Linked DNA regions of Zea mays: region 2 is linked to region 1. A link is a contact called in public Hi-C data. All regions are on one chromosome and are shown on one strand. Each heading gives the region's core, a stretch centred on a gene start, on an enhancer-like site or on the middle of the called end of the contact. The rest is flanking DNA. Distances are from core to core; before and after follow the strand shown.

Evidence for each region. Hi-C and Micro-C count contacts between places; a contact is called where the count stands out from the background.
Region 2: a Hi-C map of root tip shows a contact between it and region 1, with 5 times the contacts expected there. The contact joins the promoter of LOC100281070 here to the promoter of LOC103652724 in region 1. A contact is called at or near these places in 5 of 25 Hi-C or Micro-C datasets (bundle sheath, ear, root tip and 1 more).

Annotation. Positions count from the first base shown.
Region 1 is chr4:3,851,022-3,854,555 of Zm-B73-REFERENCE-NAM-5.0, reverse strand. LOC103652724 (indolin-2-one monooxygenase-like) reads left to right here and starts at 2,209. Exons shown (of 3, transcript NM_001301533.2): 1 at 2,209-2,889; 2 at 3,018-3,458. The coding sequence starts at 2,350. LOC109945987 (glutathione S-transferase T3-like) reads right to left here and starts at 616. Exons shown (of 2, transcript XM_020552418.1): 1 at 1-616. The coding sequence starts at 436.
Region 2 is chr4:4,116,516-4,119,930 of Zm-B73-REFERENCE-NAM-5.0, reverse strand. It overlaps LOC100281070 (hydroquinone glucosyltransferase), which reads left to right and starts at 1,443. Exons shown (of 1, transcript NM_001153989.3): 1 at 1,443-3,086. The coding sequence starts at 1,495. The coding sequence ends at 2,970.

The sequences.
Region 1 (3,534 bases), core at 960-3,459:
CGCTGATGCGACGCCAATAAGCCTTTCCTGACTGATTCGTTCCAATTGCAGGATCTTTGGACACGTTCACGTAGGCAGATACCAGTATCTCATCCTCGGCCTGAGTGTAGTTTCCAAGCCTCCAAGTTGTTACTTTCTTGAGCTTAGGGTCAGTTGCAGTTGGAGTTGAGTGCTGGCTGTCTTCCATGTTCATGCTCTTAGTAAAGGCAAAGTTCATGTTGCCTTCGTCATCGATTTCTGTTAAATCTATGCCTTCTGTGTATGTGCATGGCACATAGTCTCCAGGGGCTTGTGAAGGTTGGCCGTAGTTGTAGTTCTCCATTCTTCGGCTGTCATGGCAATTTATAGAAGAATTGTAATTGAAGGAAGCAAGACAAAATAAATATAATACCAAATGACTGGATACATTATAACACATAGTCTGAACAACACACATGAAACAGTTTTACAATACCAGATGAACCATAATTTATTACAGTCACCAAACCCTACAACACCGAACAAAGGGTTCTCGTCAACCTTAACAAACTTGTGCATACCAGTACTACAACCCTAGAGTGAAACCTACGATACTCATATCGTGTTGTTTAGGACTAAACATCAACAACCCATTGACTGGTCGCTATCATACTCAATTCCAAAATATTTTTCCAATATGTCGGCTTGAGTAAGGAGATCTGGGCTTGGGAGTTCCTCCAAATCATCTGTAGCTTCATCATCTTCAGCATTTTGCAGGGCTTCATCTTGAATAATTTTAGCCCTCTTGGAGTCAGCATACTTTTTGATGGACAGAGCACACTTCTCAAGTATGTCGCATACAACTCCAATTTGAAACAAAGTGGTCTTAAGTGTGTACACTGATTCCGGTTCACTAGTATCCACAACCCCATCAGTCACTAGACTGCGAATGATGTTGACATGTGTCTCGATGACTCGAACTAAGCTCTCAACCATGTCAAGTGGCTCTTTTTCCATCTCTGAAACTGAAAATGACCAAGGAGATATGGTCAGTTTCTGTTCGACGATGGAAGTATTGACAGCCTAGGATATTGACTACGCGTCCATGAACAAAATATGCATGATAGCCTAGGATATTGAGTGGGGTCACTACAACTCATATAACCTCGTTTGTGCAAAATGCGGCAAAAAATGTGGGTACATGGACAAATCAATTGAACAACGAAAAGCACAACATGACCAGACCTGCCACAAATTAGAACCGCTAGCATCTACATACCCTAGAACCAATATTCACGCAACATAACCCTAGAACCACACAGATCGAAACCGTCGTTCAGGTTCTATGCCCAATATTCGTAGACCACAACTCATAGAACCACACAGATCGAACAAATGAAGCAACTAAAACCTAATAGAAACCACAACGGAGTTCAGATCTGGACGGCGTACCGAGGGCTCGAAGGGCCAATCGCCGACGAGAAGCAAGCACTACCCGAAGACGTCGACCGCCACCGCTTCCCTCTCAGCTGCTCCAGCTCGTTTGCAAAAGCGACGGTTGAAGTGCGGGGAAGAGAGAGAGGACGCGAGAAAAGGGAGTGAGCACCGGCGCCGCATGTTCTCCGCGCCCGGATATGGAGCCCCCTGACCGCGTGAACAGTGGCCTCGGCCTCGTATTTTATGGAAGCGTGTTCGTATGCAGGGCATTGCTGGAGTTGGTCTAATAGTATATATATACACACCACACGGGCCCTGGACAAGTTTTTGTCCATTCCGTTCCGTAGGATCCCACGAGGTGAAGAGCGTTTTTCTTTACTTTAATTAATTTCAGAAATTCTAGTTAGATTGTTGCTGTGTATGGTGAAAGAGACCGTATCTTGTGCGCAAGGAGCGCTGGTGCTCCCATGAGCAAAATCAATCCAGACCACACCCTCCACATCCAACGGTGCTGCGTCAGGGGGTTTTATAAAATGTTCTTTGCAACTCTGTACATTTTACAAAAACCCCCCTACGCAGCACCGTTGGATGTGGAGGATGTGGTCTGGATTGATTTTGCTCATGGGAGCAGCAGGGCTCCTTGCTCATAAGATACGGTGTCATGGTGAAAGAGGTTGTCCAGGTTTTTGCGTTTCTCTTGTACTGCTCCTAATCTTTTATTTATTTGTTTCTGGCAGCGTAGCATCCACGTATTATCATATCCTTTTATATATCTATGAAAATAAATGTAGACTCTACTATACAGTCGACTCTGTCTGAAGCCGGTAGCTGGACTAGCTGCTGGAGTGTGGAGGAAGACTAGGGAGGCTGCCTTCATATAGCGGCTAGTTGGAGCCCAACGCTCGCCATTGCAAGCCTTCCCGGTTACTTGTTCACTAACAAGGTCGGGACGGCATGGCCCTTGGAGCTGCGTACCATCACTACCTGCAGCTCGCCGGCGACCATGGCACCGCCACACACGCACTGCTCCTCGGCGTACTTATCTTCCTCGTCATCCGCCTAGTATCCGCAAGGCGAACCGGCACAACCTCAGCCAACAAACGTAAGCAGCAACAGCGGCTTCCGCTCCCGCCTTCGCCCCCGGGCAAGCTGCCCATCATCGGCCACCTCCACCTCATCGGCGCCGAGACCCACATCTCGATCCGGGACCTGGACGCCAAGCACGGGCGCAACGGCCTGCTGCTCCTCCGCATCGGCGCCGTGCCCACCCTGTTCGTGTCCTCGCCCAGCGCCGCCGACGCCGTCCTGCGCACCCAGGACCACATCTTCGCGTCGCGGCCGCCGTCCATGGCCGCCGAGATCATCCGCTACGGGCCCTCGGACGTCGCGTTCGTGCCCTACGGCGAGTACTGGCGGCAGGGCAGGAAACTCCTCACCACGCACATGCTCAGCACCAAGAAGGTGCAGTCCTTCCGCCATGGCCGACAGGAAGAGGCAAGGACGACGACGAACACGCAGATCCAACTCTCTCTCTCTCTCTCTCACACACACACGCACCTGCACGTACATTTTTCCTCCGTTTATCTATGCAATAGAACAGAATATACTGACGTTCACTGCAGGTGCGGCTCGTCATGGACAAGATCCGCGCGGCTGCCACCGCCGCGCCGCCGGCGGCGGTGGACCTGAGCGATCTCCTGTCCGGGTACACCAACGACGTGGTGTGCCGCGCGGTGCTGGGCGCGTCGCACCGGAACCAAGGCCGGAACAGGCTGTTCAGCGAGCTGACAGAGATCAACGTGTCCCTCCTCGGCGGGTTCAACCTCGAGGACTACTTCCCCCCGAATATGGCCATGGCGGACGTGCTCCTCCGGCTGGTGTCCGTCAAGGCCCGGCGGCTCAACCAGAGGTGGAACGACGTGTTCGACGAGCTCATCCAGGAACACGTGCAGAGCAGGCCCTCCGGCGAGAGCGAGGAGAGCGAGGCGGACTTCATACACGTTCTGCTCTCCATACAGCAAGAGTACGGCCTCACTACGGACAATCTCAAGGCCATCTTGGTGGTAAGTCCAGCTACTGTTTTTACTGCTTTACCGATTACCGTTTTACCATATCAAGCTACAGTGATTATTATTCCCC
Region 2 (3,415 bases), core at 194-2,693, 270 kb before region 1:
CGTCAGTCTCCTCCTGGCGGGGGCGCATGGTAGCAGTCGTGGCAACTATGGAGGGGGGCACCGACGATGCGCGGGGATCGATGTGGGGCGCCGACGACGAACGGACGCGGCAGATGTGGATCCTCATCGGATGCGCCGATGGAAGGGGGTCGATGCAGAGCGTGGATGGGGGCACGGCGCGTGGATGGAAGGGCGGGCGACGACGACGAGGGGGAGAGGATCACGGGGCGAGGCATAGGCGAGGGTACGGCGGGGGCTGGCCGAGATTGGCGGTCGTGGCCAGCGCGGGATCCGCGGCGGGGGCGAGATCCGGGGCGGGGGCGATGGGGGGACGGTGCCTGTGCGGTCGTGGGGGGAGGGGCACGGCAGGGGCTGGCGGGCTGCTTCCTTCCGCGCGCGTGGGAGGGTGCGGGGGCAGGCGGGGGCAACCAGGTGTGGACGCTGACGGTACTATCTTAATAGAGTAGTATAGATATAGAGATACCTAGTTGGGCTGAGAACTTTATTGTTTTTAGGATTAAAATAATTCTAGAAAAGTCCAAAATTACCATTTAAGATACAAAAAATACCTGAAGAAATGAAAATCCCGAGGAAACATCTACGAGTCATTTTGGAACATAAGAAACCAAATTAAAATATTTGGAGTTCATGAAATGACATTTAAGTGTATCTAAGAAAAGAATATACTCATACAAAAAAATGGGAAAAGCTACAGAAAAAGGTGAAAAAATCACGAAACTTTTTTAAGGATAGGTTGATGTAGAATGGGCATAAATGTGTTATTTGGAGGTCAAGGAAAGTATTTTGGGTAATTTTAAAGAAAATATTTTGTATTTTTTTTTGGATGTGACATATTGTTCAAATAGGGGTTGAGTTCCTATATAACGATTACAAGGAAAGGAAAAAAATAATAACCAAGGTAGAAATGAGGGGCAAAGGTACAAAGAAGAAAAGAATCTAAGTATAAAATAACCAGCTTCATGGGCCGCTGTCATTAGGATGTGTCCAACAAATCGTGTATATGGCCGTGTAAAATATTGTTTTATATTGTATATATCAATATTTATATAATGAAGTTTAAAATAGAGATACGACAGATGAGCTTATAAAGAAGGAAGCCAACTAAGCAAGAAGCCAGCCTAGTCATACAGAAATGAAAAGGAAATAAGAAAGAGAAACTGGCCCAGTAGCGCACGTGCGGAGAAACTTGCTAGGGGAAAAATATTGGCCCAGTAAGTAGCGCTACTGGGCACCCATAAACCCGTCATCCAAATCCATGGCTGCTCAGTGCAGACCAGCCCAGATCTCCCTTTGGCGCCCGAGATCACGCACACGGCATTATTGCCGGACACACAACCGGGAGTCGGGACCACTCGCCCCGGCCGGATGCCGGAGCTCAGACGACTACGTGTATAAACTCCGGCTACACGTCCCGGCACGGCGGCACCACAGGCTGATAAGCGGCAGTGGGAAAATACCGCACCGCACGCACCAATGGAGAACGCCAACGCCTCCTCTTGCCGCAACGGCGACGGCACCCAGACGCCACCGCCGCACGTGGCGATGCTTGCGACGCCCGGGATGGGCCACCTGATCCCGCTGGCGGAGCTGGCGAAGCGCCTGGCCCAGCGCCACGGCGTCACGTCCACGCTCATCACGTTCGCGTCCACGGCGTCCGCCACGCAGCGCGCGTTCCTCGCCTCGATGCCGCCCGCCGTCGCGTCCATGGCGCTGCCGCCGGTGGACATGTCCGACCTCCCGCGCGACGCCGCCATCGAGACGCTCATGTCCGAAGAGTGCGTGCGCGCCGTGCCGGCGCTCACCGAGGCGCTCCTGAGCCTCAAGCAGCGGCCCACCACGACCGGCCGTCTCGTGGCGTTCGTCACCGACCTCTTCGGCGCGGACGCGTTCGACGCGGCGCGCGCGGCGGGGGTCCAGCGGAGGTACCTCTTCTTCCCGACCAATCTAACCGCGCTCACGCTGATGCTCCACCTGCCGGAGCTCGACGCCTCGATCCCCGGCGAGTTCCGGGACCTCGCCGAGCCGCTCCGCCTGCCCGGGTGCGTGCCGCTGCCGGGCACCGAGACCATGAAGCCGCTGCAGGACAAGTCCAACCCCAGCTACAGATGGATGGTGCACCACGGCGCCAAGTTCCGCGAGGCAACCGCCATCCTCGTCAACTCCTTCGACGCCGTCGAGCCGGGGCCCGCCGAGGTCCTGCGCCAGCCGGAGCCCGGGCGACCGCCGGTGCGCACCATCGGCCCGCTCGTGCGCGCAGAGGACGGTGGAGGCAGCAAGGACGACGCGCCGTGCCCGTGCGTGGAGTGGCTGGACCGGCAGCCGGCCAAGTCGGTCATCTTCGTGTCCTTCGGCTCCGGCGGCACGCTGCCCGCCGAGGAGATGCGGGAGCTCGCACTAGGGCTGGAGCTCAGCGGGCAGCGGTTCCTGTGGGTAGTGCGGAGCCCCAGCGAGGGCGGCGTCGGCAACGACAACTACTACGACTCGGCGAGCAAGAAGGACCCCTTCTCCTACCTGCCCCAAGGGTTCCTGGAGCGGACCAAGGACGTCGGCCTCGTGGTGCCGTCGTGGGCGCCGCAGCCCAAGGTGCTGGCGCACCAGTCCACCGGCGGCTTCCTCACGCACTGCGGCTGGAACTCGACGCTGGAGAGCCTGGTGCACGGCGTGCCCATGCTGGCGTGGCCGCTGTTCGCCGACCAGAGGCAGAACGCGGTGCTGCTGTGCGACGGGGTAGGGGCCGCGCTACGAGTGCCCGGGGCCAAGGGGAGGGAAGACATCGCCGCGGTGGTGCGGGAGCTGATGACCGCGGAGGGCAAGGGCGCCGCGGTGCGGGCCAAGGTGGAGGAGCTGCAGAAGGCCGCGGCCGAGGGCCTTCGCGACGGCGGCGCCACCGCGGCCGCACTGGCGGAGGTGGTCAAGGAGTGGACGAGTGCAGACGACAGCGTCTACTAATCCTACACTACTACGCTAAACGCGAATAGCCTAGTTAATTATTCAAAGCATTTATTATGTCCATTTTGCTATTATTGCGGGTGCAGTTATTATAATAAAGTGCTCGTGTCAGAGTATATAAGGGCATGTACAAGTACAACTCACAGCACTTGCTCGGTTTTCAAAGTAAGAGATGGTTAAAAACTTGCATCATACAATCCTAAACCACTAAAACAATTAATACAGTTAAGAAACAATACGACGGGCTAGCTCTTCGCGAAGAGACCCCTTAATTAATGGGATTGTACATACGCTAAGACATATCTTGATTTTTTCACTTAACTTTTTAAATACCACTCAAGAGATCCCTTAATTAATGGGGTTGTACATGCGCTAAGACATAACTAATTTTTATACTAGTTACGTAATATAAGTGCTCTCTAGACCATGAGTACATCGATACAGT